Linked DNA regions of Mus musculus: regions 1 and 3 are each linked to region 2. Evidence: chromatin contacts called from public ChIA-PET data. All regions are on one chromosome and are shown on one strand. Each heading gives the region's core, a stretch centred on a gene start, on an enhancer-like site or on the middle of the called end of the contact. The rest is flanking DNA. Distances are from core to core; before and after follow the strand shown.

Region 1 (4,721 bases), core at 307-2,806, 230 kb after region 2:
GAAACAGGGTACAGATTGAAGGTTAAACCAGAGCTCATATAATCAACATGAGTGCAACTCTGGCTGTCCTGGAACTTGTAGACCAGGCTGGCCTCAAACCTGGAGATCCACCTGCCTCTGCCCCACAAGTGTTAGGATTAAAGGTGCACTACCACTACCAGGCTTACTTCAGAACTTTTAATTATATTAATGTTATATTTAAAAAGTAGCATTTCTACTCACCATTACAGAGAGTATTAGTGACTCAAAGGTATAGTTTTAAATATATATTTCTATAAGCTTTGATTTAAAAAAAAAACCCTATGTGTAAAGGTGAGGGTTTTTTTTTTACCTTAATTAGTATTATTAGTTAGGATTTAATATCACAAATCCTATAAAACCAAACAGATTGAAAAGAATTGCTCTTCAAGAAGATGAGATGTCTCAGAGGCTAAAGTGCTTGTAGTACAAGCATGAGAGTCTGAGTTCAGCTCTACAAAAACCATAAACAATCTGGACTGACCCTGGGCAGCCGTGCCTGGAATCCCAGCATTCTGGGGCAATTAGGAATTCCAAGGCAGGGCAAGTGGGAAAGCTGGTGTAGCTGAATCTATGAGCGCTAGGCTTAGAAGGGGACCCTGTATCTGTAAATAAAGCTGACAGCAATCTAGGTGTATACTTGATTTCAACCTCTGCCTACATGGGAATGTGTGGACATATATGTATGTACACGTGCACCAAACACGTGTGACCATGCCTATGTACATTCCTGGATATCACACTCGTACAAACAAAGCAAAGATTCATTTTCAAAAAGCTACAGAAAAGGAAGGAGCCAATTATGATGGATTAAAAGGGAGGTGTTTGTTTTTTAAAAAGTTGTGGAATTGTTAAATGGCTTCTTTAAATTCATTATTCCAGGGCCGGGGATGTTGGTGAGTGGCAGAGCATATTGAAAGTGCTACGAAATTATAAATAAGAACAAAACAACTCACATTAGGAAAAGACTGACAGGTTAAAAGTTCATAATAAATTCTGAAAACTGGCTAATATTCACTGAAAACATCAGAGATTGTAAAAGTTAATTGGTAGTTAAGCAAGTGCCCAAATGAGAAATTCGATATATGTTTGTTTTACTTAGGGTTTTACTGCTGTGAACAGACACCATGAGCAAGGCAGCTCTTATAAGGACAACATCTAATTGGGGTTGGCTTACAGGTTCAGAGGTTCAGTCCATTATCATCATGGCAGGAGCATGGCAGCATCTAGGCAGGCATGGCACAGGAGGAGCTGAGAGTTCTACATCTTCATCTGAAGGCTGCTAGCAGAAGACTGGCTTCCAGGCAGCTAGGATGAGGGTCTTAAAGCCCACACCCACAGTGACATACCTACTCCAACAAGGCCACACCTCCTAACAGTGTCACTCCCTGGGCCAGCAATATACAAACCAACGCGTTTAAATCTATGCCCGTCAAAGAGAAGGCATAGATTTAAACATTGTGGTGGCTTGGGTGAGGAAGTGTCCCCATGGGTTCATACTTTTGAACAAGTAATTGGCGGTGCTGTTTGGAAAGGAGTGTTGCTAGTACCAGCTCTGAGGTTTTTATAGCCTGGCCTCACTTCCTGTTATCTGTTTCCTGTGTGCAGGTGAAATGTACTCAAGCAACCAGCTTTCTGCTTCTACCACTGAACCTCACTACCTGTTACTATGTCTTGCTGGGCATGATGGACTCCACCCCTTTGAGGCTGTAAGTCCAAATAACCCTTATCTCCATTAAGCTGCCTCTGGTCATAACACTTTATCACAGTAATGCAAAGTTATTAATATAGCCCACGGTTCAAAAGTATACTATGGATTTCCTTGTGAAGACCAAAGATGATGTTAATTTTTGTAATTTATGTGAACAAAACCGGCTTATTTGGGTATTTTGAAAGTTTTAAACACACACACACACACATTTATATGTTCTGTATACAAAAGTATTTAAGAGGAAATGGATATTACACAGTAAATTTGCTTGTTTTCCTCTACTAAATATGGTCACATGAAAAAGCAGAGGCAGATAGTCAATGTAGGGATAGAAGACAGTAAACGCTGATGTGTATTTTTAGAAAAGGCTCTAAGGTACTTACTTCATCAGCCACCATACACCTGGAAAAAATAAAACAAAAGCAAATTAATTTTATAATCATCAAAGCAAAGCATATTCAGAGTTCTGATTAAGTAACTCACCACCAACACTTCACAAACGCTAAAGGATTAAGCCAGAGAGGCTGCTGTAAGTGAATGAAAACACTGGATAGTGATGACTGCATACAACTCTACAGCTGCCAACGTCTATGTGGGAGTGAAGGTGCTTCAGACAAGCTCTTGCTCACCATGGAGGGAGCTGCAAAGACCCTTGAGGACCAAGCATGAAGGCATGAGACTGTGCAGAATGGCTTCCACCTCTGTCCTTAACTGTAAGCCTGGCTGTTCCTACAGATGAGAAGAACGCTGGATTAAAGAACACATGCCTTCAATTCTAAGACTCGGGAGGCAGAGGCAAATGGACCTCTAAGTTCAAGCCAGCCTAGTCTACACAGTGAGCTGCAGGCCAGCCTGAGCTACAATAGTGAGACCCTGCCTCAACAGACAGATAGGTAGGTAGGTAGGTAGGTAGGTAGACAGGCAGACAGAACAAGAAAACGAAGGTCTGCATTTTTTTTTTTCTGTTTCTGTGATAATGATAAAGTATCCTGGCAAAAGTAACTTCGGGGAGAAAGATTTAACTTGGCCTTTAGTTCCAGGATAGCCCATCATATGTCACAGAAGTCAAGGTGAAGAGAACTCCAACAGCCACATCTCCAAGTTGAGAGCAGAGAAGCCAAGCGTGCTTCTCACGCAGCTCCCTCTACCTCTGTGCAGCCCAGGGCCACAAACTGGAAACAGTGCTGCTGCCCACATTCAGCTTGGGCCACCTCACATCAATGAAGGCGAATCAACAAACGCCCACACAGTCAGGTCCACAAGGCAATCGGATCTCTGACTCATTGAGACTTTCAACAGGAGATTCTAGGTGTGGTTAGTTGACAGAATTAACCATTATACTGACTAGCAAACACATTTTGGCATAAATCTGTTATTTAGTTTTCTGTGCTGCATCTGTGTGCTATACTTCATTGTTGATTTCTATTATTTTGCTAAATATTTTCTACTTTTTTTTTTTTTGAGACAGGGTTTCTCTATGTAGCCCTGGTTGTCCTTGAACTTGCTCTGTTGACCAGGCTGGCCTCAAACTCACAGAGATCTGCCTGCTTCTGCCTCCCAAGTGTTGGGAGTAAAGTTGTGTGCCACCACACTCAGGTCTACTTTATTCATTTTTAAAAGCTTGTGTTGGGGATTGAGGGTGCATGTGTGTATGTGCTGTGTGTTCCCAAGCATATGGAAGCCAGAATAAAAGGTCTCTCCAACCTCATATTTTGAGATAGGAATACTAGCTGGTTACTGAGCTCCAGTGGAGTCAGCACGTCTCCAGGGGTTACAGACATACAACACCTCATCTGGATTTTCACATGCATGCTGGGTGTCTGAATTCGGGTCACCATACTTGTGCTGTAAGCACTCTACCAACTGAGCACTCTCCCAGCCCCAATCTGCTACATTCTTTTCTTAAACTTTATAGAGGTAAGTGTGATCCAGGGAGCAGTGAGGACTAGGTTCATAAATGGAGAGTCTAAGCAGAAGAGAATAACAAGTGGATGGTCAGTGGTTGATGTGAGACAGCAGGCACATCAGGACAACAAAGAATAAGCTCAACTAAGGAAAAATTAAAATCCAATCATTTTAGTAGAAATTGGTTTATTACACTCTTTACAGAAAATAGAAAAGTGAGAAGCGACATGGCATTTTACAGACAGATTCACATGAATATCGATCGATTTTTCACTTTAAAATCCAAGTCAAGAGCTGTGGAGATGCTTGCCATGCAAGTATTGAGGATCAAGGTCTAATCTCAAATGCACATAAAATTTCTGTCTGTAACTGTAAACCTGGCTGTTCCTACAGATGAGAAGAATGCTGGATTAAAGAACAGTGTGTGAGCATAGAAAACATAGAGACAGGTAGACTTTTGGGGCTAGCCCGGATAACCAAAATGGTGAGCTCTGGGTTCAGTGAGAGACCATGTCACAAAAAATAAGGTAGAGCACCATACAGGAAGATCAATGCCAATCAGTCTACCAAGGACACACACAGGTGAGTGCACTTGTCCTAAATCAGAAAATAAAATCCGGCTGGAGAGATGGCTCAGCAGTTAAAAGCACTGGCTGCTCTTCGAGAGGCCCTGAGTTCAGTTCCCAGCAACCACATGGTGACTCACAACCATCTGTAACAGGATCTGATGCCCTCTCCTGGTGTGTCTGAAGATAGCTACAGTGTACTCATTATATATAAATAAAATAAATAAAATCTTTAAAAAAAAAGAAAGAAAATAAAGTCCCCCTGGAGTTAATTAAAGATGTCACTTGAGATGATTATTGTCTAACCATCACTGCTCTAGATAGAGAGTGAAATGAGTCTTTTCCTTATCTACAGTGACCAGGAGAAAAAAAAAATACATGCCTTATATTATTTTTAAAGATATTAATCCTATTTAAAACAGGGTAAGGAATAATAGTGAATAGATAATGTTTGGCGGGGCCTGGCCACTTGAGGGCCTTTGAGGGGCTGGGAAAGTTCTTTATAGCCATTAAAGAAATCC
Region 2 (4,537 bases), core at 1,538-4,037:
TTGTTCCTTTGTGGCCTTTTCTTATGTACACAAACTCTGTACCTAATTATATGGGATTATTTATAGACATGGATTATGCATAGTGACTGAGAGCTATGACTTCAATTTTCACTTGCCAACTAGGTGCAAGCAGGAAAGAAAAAAAAACCAAAAACCCCAGATACTAGAAATTCAAGTGTTAGAGGATACTTCTCTCTCAATGTTATTGTCTGAATTTTTTCCCATTTCTCAAAAATAGGAAATAAGCCGGGCATGGTGGCGCACGCCTTTAATCCCAGCACTTGGGAGGCAGAGGCAGGCGGATTTCTGAGTTTGAGGCCAGCCTGGTCTACAGAGTGAGTTCCAGGAGGACTACACAGAAAAACTCTGTCTCAAAAAAAAAAAAAAAAAAAAAAGGAAATAAGGAATGAAGAGGCAGCTCAGTCAGTAGACTGCTTGCCTTGCAAGTACAAACACCTGAGTTTAGCCCCAAAGCCCACATTTAAAAAGCTAGCTGTGGTGGAACAAGTTTGGAATCCCAGTATTGAGGATGTAAAACAGATTCCTGGAGTCTGCTAGCTGGCTTGCCTAGTGTAACGGGCCAGTGAGAGACCCTGTCTCAAAAAGCAAGGTGGACAGTGCCTGGGAAACAAGTGCACAGGTGTCACTCACTGCAGATGCACAGGTGTGCACAGGTGTCACACATGTGCTGACACACAGGTATGCACCAACACACAGGTATGCACCGATGTTTGTATGTCTCCTAGGACACTGAAGGCCAAGAGAGCTGAGAAAACTGACAAGTAACAAGTATCTTCCCAGGATCTTTACCTGTAACGCTTTATAGGAGCAGGAAAACTCTCCCCCATCAGGGTGGGGTGTGAACGGCAAAGAGTAACATGGGATTTGGACAAAGGTATGAGGTGAGTAGAGCAGCAATCCACACCCTTAATCCTAGAACTAGAGAGGCAGAGGCAGGGGGATCTCTGTGAGTTCAAGGCCAGTCTAGGTGACATAGTGAGACCCTGTCCCCCAAACTTAAACGCATTAAGAAACAGAGACAAAATGAAGGAAAAACGAAGACAGAAAATGAAGAGACCTGTTCACCCCACTACCCAGGAGCAGGAGATGGCCCAGAGAAGCACCTCACAGGACATGGAATGGTTTTCCCATGAATACTTAGCTTCTCCATAAAGTAGTCATCCTTTTTTAAATTTTCTCCACAATATTATTGCTGAAGATTTGACTGAGAAGTTTGTGGGAGCTTGTCATTGTTGTTGAGATTTATGGATTTTGTTATTTCTTTCTTTGAGACAGAGTTTCTCTGTGTAGCCATGGCTGTCCTGGAACTAGCTCTATAGACCAGGCTGGTCTCGAACTCATAGAGATCTGTCTGCCTCTGCTTCGAGAGTGCTGGAAATTAGAGTGTGCACCACCACCACCCTTATTGTTGTTTAATGAAGTCAAACATGCTGGAACTGATCTTACCCCAGTTCTTCGGCTACTGTAGCTTATGTCAGAGGTAGGAAACTCTATAACAAAAGAAACAAGAACTGGGTGTTATTAGTAGTAGGCTGAAGAGTTCATAGATGGAGCAGGAGATATGCGGGAAAGTGTTTCAGAGTATATTCTCCCTGTGTGGTATACATAGTGCTGTGAAGTGATTTCAGAAAACCTTAGCCTAAAGCTACCAGAAGGGGTGTTATAGGTTTGTTCATTTGTTTTTGAGAGCTGGTCTCATAGAGCAGCCTACATGTAGTTAGTACCTTGAATTCCCTAGGTAGCCACGGATACCCTTAAACTTACAATCCCCCTGCCTCCACCCCCTGAGTGTTACAATTACAGGTGTGTGTCCTGCCCAGCTTAGTATGGGAAGCAAACCCAGAGCTTCGTGGATGCTAGGTAAAACTTGATCAGCTGAGCCACATGCCCGGCTCCTACACTAGCTTATTTATTTTTAGTTCATGAAATACTCTTCCCTGAAACACATACAAAATGCATTTCCTTTCCAGCCATTTGCTCCCATTGCCTTCAGTATTGTCATTATTAAGCCTATTGTTAGTCGTGTGTGTGTGTGTGTGTGTGTGTGTGTGTGGTGTGTGTATGCATGCACACGGGCACATATGTGCAGAGGCGAAGGCATCTTCATTCCATCATGTGCCTGTAGCAGTCAGAGGACACAACCATTTGGGCACCACTGTCCTCGTTTGAAACAAGACCTCTCCCTAGCCTGGAATCTGTCAAGTTGGCGAGGCTTCCGGCCATTGAGCCCCAGGGATCCTCTGACTCAGCCTCCCCTGGGCTTCGGTGACAAGCGCATGTCATCATATCTGACTTTTTTTAAAAAAACAAAAAAACAAACAACAACAACAAAAAAAAACATGGGCTTGGGGAATTTAACTCAGATCCGTGTGCTTGCAAGCACTTCACTGAGTTATCTCTCCAGCTCCACTGTAGAATTAAATGCTCAATTTAATATGTTCCCTCTTAATTGTGGTTTCCATATTTTTATAGAGATACATAAAATCATATGAGTAAATACGGCCTGAACAGAGAAGTAAGATTGTTTAGGGACAGGGAACTAACAGGAAGAAGGGGTGAGGAGAGGGAGAGCATGGAAGGATGAGGGGGCATATGCTGTCATACATTATGTACCTGTATGGATACTCTAAACGTACACGCATAAGCAAGAGCTTGACTCACCATCAGATTGCCTTTGCTGTTCTTTCAGAACACAAGGAGCCACCTCCCCAGCTGCAGATGCAGCAAGGCTTGAGTCTAAGCAAGGTCTGGGTGGTGAGAGAGCCACGTCCACACCACAGAGCTCCTCAGAACTTCCGTCTGTCTTCAGAAGTGAAGGCTGTGTGGTTAGCATCCTCCCCGTGAGGCCCACCATCTCCGCGTCATCTGGTGGAGAGACAGGATGCACTTGTTCCCGTTCCTGATGCTCTGAAGTCACCTGACTGAAAGGAGAGAGATGGGGAAAACTCATTTGCTGGTATAGTTCAGATCTCAGGGGGTCTCTCTGTGATCAAAGTTTGGTCCCTTGCATATGACGATGTCGGAGGAGGTGGTACCTAATGGCTGGGAGAATGTCTTGGAGGGGGTTCCGGCACTTGTCACTGTGTTCTCTTCATGACCACCCTGAAGGAAGCAGCCTCCTCCCCAGCCTGCTCTCCACCATGATGTGCAGCTGTCTTACACCACAAAACCAAAGCAACTGTGGAACGAACCTCTGAAACCAAACCAAATTCCTCTCTGTACACTCTCTTAAGTGTTTTGCCAGTTACAGAAAACTGATGGTACATTCCCAGTATCCTCCAGATCTGCAGGTCTCAGACCAGAGAACGTGTTGGGAAGTTAGGAAAATTGGTTCCCACGTGGTCTGGTTGAGTGGGGCTGTGGACTCCTACCAGGAGAAGTCCCCCTGCTTGTCCTGGCCTGCTCCTGCCAGCTCTGCCTTCTGGATTCAGTCCTAGTCAGTGATCCTTTCTTAGTCCCCGTTCGTGGGAACAGGAGAGTCAGACAAAACGAATTAATTAGCCAGGCCAGTACTCTCAAATTGTCTGCAATGGGAAACTGGTTTCTATTTTCATTAGCTACTTTTATTACCTTATTTTTATTATTTATTTTTTGAAACAGAGTCTTATATAATACAAGCTAGTCCCAAACTAGCTATGTAGCCAAGGATGGCATTGAACTTGGAAGCCTCCTGCCTCTACCACCCAAGTGTTAGGATTACAGGCATGCACCACCATATCCGGTTTATGAAGCACTGAGGATCAAACTCAGGGCTTCATGTATGCTAAGAAAGCCCTCTGCCTGCTGGGCTGCACCCCCAACTCCATCGTTTAGTTCTTTGAGAAAGACAGAGCCTTGCTTTTGTATAGTTAATCTTCCAAACAAAACAGCCACCATTTCCATCAGGCTGACTATTCCTGCTGGTAGGAGATCTATCACTAGCCAGTTTACTAGGAGGGTCGTGGAACCTCACCTGAGATTCTAGCTAGTCCTGCCAACCAACTGTACACAATTCTGTCCTAATTGCATGGGACCTCAGGAGGTATTAGGGTATAAACGATAAGGAAGGTTAATTGACAAAGACTCCATACCTGACTCTGGGGAAGCCAACATCGGTACTGGTTGAAGACTTTCCAATGTGGCTGCTTTGGGGTTTCCATGCTCCCATAAGCCCCTCCCCGATGCTCTCTAAGTGACCTCTGGTAGAGCCATGCTTTAGTTTGTCTTTGGGACCTTATAAGGAGGGGTAGACACTTTTTACATCTCATTGGGGAAAGAGATTTCCCAAGAGTGCCGCCTGCCCTAGAACAAGATATGTAAACCAGGCTGACCTTAAGCTTGTAGTCATCTTCCTGTCTCTGACTTTTGAATTCTAGTGCCAGAAGAAGCCATCTTACAACCTTCCAAGTCATTGCGGAGTGATACTTTTTGACAAATGTAATGAAAACTAGAGTAGAATGCCAAGAGTCAAAAACTGTTTTTGCATCAACTGATCAGTGGATGTGAGATTGTACTATCAAATTACTAATGCTCACCC
Region 3 (4,561 bases), core at 1,830-4,329, 150 kb after region 2:
GCCAGCCCTAATTACACTATTTAATGTGTCTGCTCATACTTAAGAAGTTACACAAAGAAGTCTTTACAGTATAGCTATCAATAATGGTTCTGCTGAAGACCTTATAGCTCCAAAGAGGATTCTTGGTTTAGTATAGTTGTGTCCTCAAATGACACAGTGGTGGTGACCAGGGAGCAGACCAGGGAGCAGATCAAACAAAAGTGATAAAAGGTCTTACATTAACTGAAGTCTTTCCTTCCATCTGTTTGTTTTCAATTTAGTGAGATTGCCCCCAACTGCCTTTTTCTTAGATAAGCAAATAAAGCATTTGCCAGTGGGATGGCTATTCTTGGTTGTCAACTTGACCACATCTGGAATTAACTAAAACCCAAACTGGAAGGCATACCTGTGAGGGATTTTTGCTTAATTTGGAGTAGGAAGACCACTTGTAATCTCGATCTCTGAGGTAGGAGAGATTACTGCCTTGACTTCAGATCTTTTGAGAAGGGAGAAGACGTGCCTTCAATCCAGACCTTGCCGTGGGAAGACACACCTCTAACTCAGATCTAACGTGGGCCTTGCCTTCTGCTGGAAGCCTAGGTAAGAACTCAGAAGGAAGCTTTGCTCTTTGCTTGCTTGCCCTTGCCCTTCTAGCAAGTCCATTCCTTCACTAGCTTTGGAGCCTACTTCTCAGGAGTCCAGGATATACCTAAGAGCAGGTGAGACATCCGGCCTCATGGACTGAGCGACTCCTGGATTCTTGGACTTTCCTTTCAGTCGGCCGTTGTTGGATTCGCTGGACCACAGCCTATTATTCATTCTAATAAATCTCCTTCCTATACAGATAAAGACTCACTCTATAAGTTGTTAGCGAGCCCTGACTAACACAGTCAGTATAGTTAGATATGAAATGCACATTGGTGAGCCAACACATACATTCAACTGTGTTTAATCCTATCAGAATCTCTTGACTGAATCTCTTTGTTTTACTGCATTATCATATTTGTGTGCCCCTGTGTAGAAGCCTGAGATGTAGGGTGGCTTTGTCAATCAATCACTTTCCCCCTTATAAGTGGAAGCAAGGTCTCTTACTAAACCCAGTGCTCACTGTTTTGGCTTGTCGGGTTGGCTAGTCTGTCCCAATGAGCCATATCTCTGCCTCCTTTGTGCTGGGAGTATAGTTGGGTAACCGTGCCTACCAGACTAGTGGCTTCTGGACACCTAAGCTCTAGTCCTCACACAATTGATTCTCTCACAAACTCATCCCTAGGCCTCTAGTCTACATTTCAAATAATTAGACTTTCCTTCCCAGCTCACCATCAAAAAAAAAAAAAAAAAGTGTACCAGACTTCTTAAAATGAAAGCAGTCTTCCCAACAAAATCCCTTAAAGAGATCTTCCCACAATGAATTCTCAGGTCTTTTGAATATAACAGTCCTCATTAAGTAAGCAACTGACTTATGCTATTTTTTAATTTATTTATTATTATATGTAAGTACACTGTAGCTATCTTCAGACACACCAGAAGAGGGCGTCAGATTTCATTACGGATGGTTGTGAGCCACCATGTGGTTGCTGGGATTTGAACTCAGGACCTTCAGAGGAGCAGTCAGTGCTCTTAACTGCTGAGCCATCTCTCCAGCCTGACTTATGCTATTTTTTCTAAAAGATATTTTTTTATTACATTGGGAGAGTAGCATTTGAGAAATTCTCATTTTGTGCTAGAGGGAATGGAGAGGGGTGCTCAATGGTGAGAGACTGCAGTCAGAACTAGAAGTCAGCCTCTGCTATGCTAAAGGTCACCAGTAGTGTGTGGTAGTGAGGAGGTGACTCCAGTGCATGTGCTGGTCTGAAACCACTTGCCACTGGGTATTACAGACTGAGACTTCAGCAAATCAAGTCCAGGAAGGAGGAAGTGGCTGGAAATAAATCACTGTAATAATTTCTCAAACCAAAGGATATGCCAAGAATATAATTCTTGCAAATAGTGCGTGATCAGTGAGGACTCTAGCTAATTTTGTAAGGATGGCTGATTTGGATAATGAGGAAGTCTGTCAGAGGTAATGAAACTTACACACAGTATCTGGCTGCAGGGCTGCCAGAAGCGGGAAGGGCTGGACAACCAGAGCTTTCCTTTCCAGCCCTCAGTTAGAAACCTGATTCCTAGCATCAGTTGAACTTTCTGATTAGAGCCTCTGGGCAACTGAGGAGGAAGTTACTGATGAGGGCTTTTATGACATGGAGCAGCTATGACTGGCAGAAAAACAAGACAGAAAATCTCTGTGATACATCCTAGAGGTAATTATATATGCTGGTTGGGAACAGAGAAGGGTTAGTGATCTATGTCCTTGCAAGCCACAGACAGCCTCTAAGGGTCTGGGAAGCCTCTGCGACTGACCGTATACACTTGTTTGAACCATGCGTGCATTTTGTGGGAAAGGGTCTTTATTCCCTCCATGGTCTCAAAGGAACTCAGGATCCAACTAAGGTGAAGTCATGAGAATACAACATCTTCAGACACACTTATGGTGTTACTAGCTCCATTTCCCTCACCATGTTAATGTGGGTAAAGAGGGACTGGGTGTTCCCATGTGAAAATGCACACTAGTAGTAAAGGAAACACACATAAGAGTATATGGCTCTATGTGTTGCAGTTGTGCATGTGTGTGTATGGTAGGAGCGATGCTCCTGACTCTACAGGAAGGCTGAAGGACACTGCTGTATCCTGTTGTATTTCTCTCTTGACTTGAGCTCTCTCCCTTGAGCTAAGGCTTCTCACTAAACTTAGAATTGACCACTTTTCAGAAGGGACTGGTAGATAGCAAGCCCCAGTGATCCTTCTATGTTAGTTCCCCACAGTGCTGAGGTTGTAGGTGTTGGGGGCCATGCCCAGCCCTTTAAGTGGGGGCTGGGAATCTAAACTCTGGGCTTTGTGTTTGCACAAGTACTCTTATCCACTGAGTCATCTTCCCACCCCAAGGGAACTAAGTGTGAGTTTTATTTTTTATTTTCTTTGTTGAGAGAGGATATCATATATCCTGGGACACCACTGTGGTGGGACAATGGGTGGAGGCCACCATTTCTGGCTTCCTGTTTTGTAAAAGTATCCGAGTACTTGTAGATTCCTCTGCCTTCAAAGGCTAATCCTTTACAGTGTGATGGGCACACCTGCAGGGTGACTCCTGTGCTCTGCCTGCCACTGCAACTCTACTCTGAGAAAGAGCTGGCACAGGAGTGGTCACACAGCGGAGAGTGGGACACTGGATGAGGTGAGTAAAGAAAACATGCACAGAGTCCAGGAAACCACTGTACCAGGAGGATGTAAGGAACTTGACGGAGAAGCTGGAGAGGGCTTAGGGGGTTGAGAGCAAGGACTCTTACAGAGGATTCAAGATTGGTTCCTAGCACCCACATCACACAGTTCACAAACACCTGTAACTCCAGCTCCAGAGGTTCCTATGCCTCTGGCCTCACAAGCACACACCTACCCATTCACACCCACACTAACAAAGCCAAACAAAACCTTAAAGAAAAAGAACTCAAACACCATGCAGCTGAACACAAAACACACTGTCCTTAGTACTTGGAGATGAGACACAGCGATGGCACTGTGTACAGACAGGACATGCAGCAGGCAGGCAGGTGTTTGGGACATGGAGAGTTAGTCAGGGGACATAGTTTCTTATATGATACTGATTTGTAGACACATACACTATATTAAGTTCACAGGTCTGCAAGATACTGGCAGAAGCAGGTATGGAACACCGGCGAAGGGAGGAGGGCCAGGAGTTCAAGGGCATCCATGGCTACAGAGACCCAGAAGCTTAGGATATATAAGAGGCTGTTTCAAAAACAAAACAAAACAAAACAAAACAAAACAAAACAAAACAAAACGCTTCCAGTGATCTTTTTTTTTTTTTTTGAGATAGAGCTTTATGTACCTTGGGCTGGCCTTGAACTTGTTATATAGCAGAAAGAAAAGTCCAACTCTTGACCCTCTTGCCTTGAGGGCTAAGACTGTAGGCAAGAGCCACAATACCCATTTCTCTAACGATTTCTGTTTTGTTTTCTGAATTTTATTGTTGAGCTGAGTTTTCTGATGAACATCCACTTTTAGTGTTGGTCACTGTTGGGACATGGTTCAGGAATGCAGTCATGTGAGAATTCTGAGGGCTGTGAGCACACTCCAAGGAAACAAGAATTTGAAGGCCTGATCTCAGGTTCTTCAAAACATAGAATTGTTCTTGGAATGTCTTTTCATGCTCCTCCCAGGTGCAGGAGTGGGTTTATGTCAGATTACTCATTATTGCTTGCTGATGTTATTCTGGTAAATATTTAACTATCCTATCTATGCCTCTATGGAAAAACATGTCTTTGCTACATGTGGCTTGTCCTTATGATTGTATTCAGCGTGAACTCACAGGAACTTTACTTGGGTGACCTTTCTTAATCCTCAGATCATAAATTGTCTGATGCTTTGAATAAAGTTGGATATTATACGAGACTTTACTCTGCCTTACTTACTTCCGGGCTCCATTCTCCCAAGTCCCACCCACCTCTAGGGATGTGGCAGTGACAGTCCT

Evidence for each region. ChIA-PET counts read pairs in DNA pulled down with a chosen protein or histone mark.
Region 1: a contact with region 2 is called in an RNA polymerase II ChIA-PET map of memory CD8 T cells, with 6 read pairs. The contact joins two enhancer-like sites. A contact is called at or near these places in 2 of 39 promoter capture datasets (the HPC-7 cell line and liver), 1 of 115 datasets of contacts at active chromatin or transcription factors (memory CD8 T cells) and 2 of 9 other capture datasets (adipose tissue and embryonic stem cells).
Region 3: a contact with region 2 is called in an RNA polymerase II ChIA-PET map of memory CD8 T cells, with 62 read pairs. The contact joins two enhancer-like sites. A contact is called at or near these places in 3 of 39 promoter capture datasets (the HPC-7 cell line, embryonic stem cells and hematopoietic stem and progenitor cells), 1 of 484 Hi-C or Micro-C datasets (Th2 cells), 3 of 115 datasets of contacts at active chromatin or transcription factors (embryonic stem cells, large pre-B cells and memory CD8 T cells) and 4 of 9 other capture datasets (adipose tissue, embryonic stem cells, liver and 1 more).

What each region holds. Positions count from the first base shown.
Region 1 is chr1:128,055,870-128,060,590 of GRCm38.p6, forward strand. Zranb3 (zinc finger, RAN-binding domain containing 3) reads right to left here. Exons shown (of 21, transcript NM_027678.3): 3 at 2,113-2,131. Among named protein-coding and RNA genes, the nearest start is that of Zranb3, 44 kb to the right of the region's middle. Within about 2 kb of position 1,557, at least 14 of the 459 cell types and tissues checked have an H3K27ac peak or open chromatin away from gene starts, as enhancers often do. A contact at or near this core is called in memory CD8 T cells, where this site is marked.
Region 2 is chr1:127,827,589-127,832,125 of GRCm38.p6, forward strand. Map3k19 (mitogen-activated protein kinase kinase kinase 19) reads right to left here. Exons shown (of 14, transcript NM_011737.2): 9 at 2,683-2,942; 10 at 1,468-1,511. Among named protein-coding and RNA genes, the nearest start is that of Map3k19, 25 kb to the right of the region's middle. Within about 2 kb of position 2,788, at least 58 of the 459 cell types and tissues checked have an H3K27ac peak or open chromatin away from gene starts, as enhancers often do. A contact at or near this core is called in memory CD8 T cells, where this site is marked.
Region 3 is chr1:127,979,287-127,983,847 of GRCm38.p6, forward strand. The region is part of intron 12 of Zranb3 (zinc finger, RAN-binding domain containing 3); the gene reads right to left. Among named protein-coding and RNA genes, the nearest start is that of Gm28800, 21 kb to the left of the region's middle. Within about 2 kb of position 3,080, at least 58 of the 459 cell types and tissues checked have an H3K27ac peak or open chromatin away from gene starts, as enhancers often do. A contact at or near this core is called in memory CD8 T cells, where this site is marked.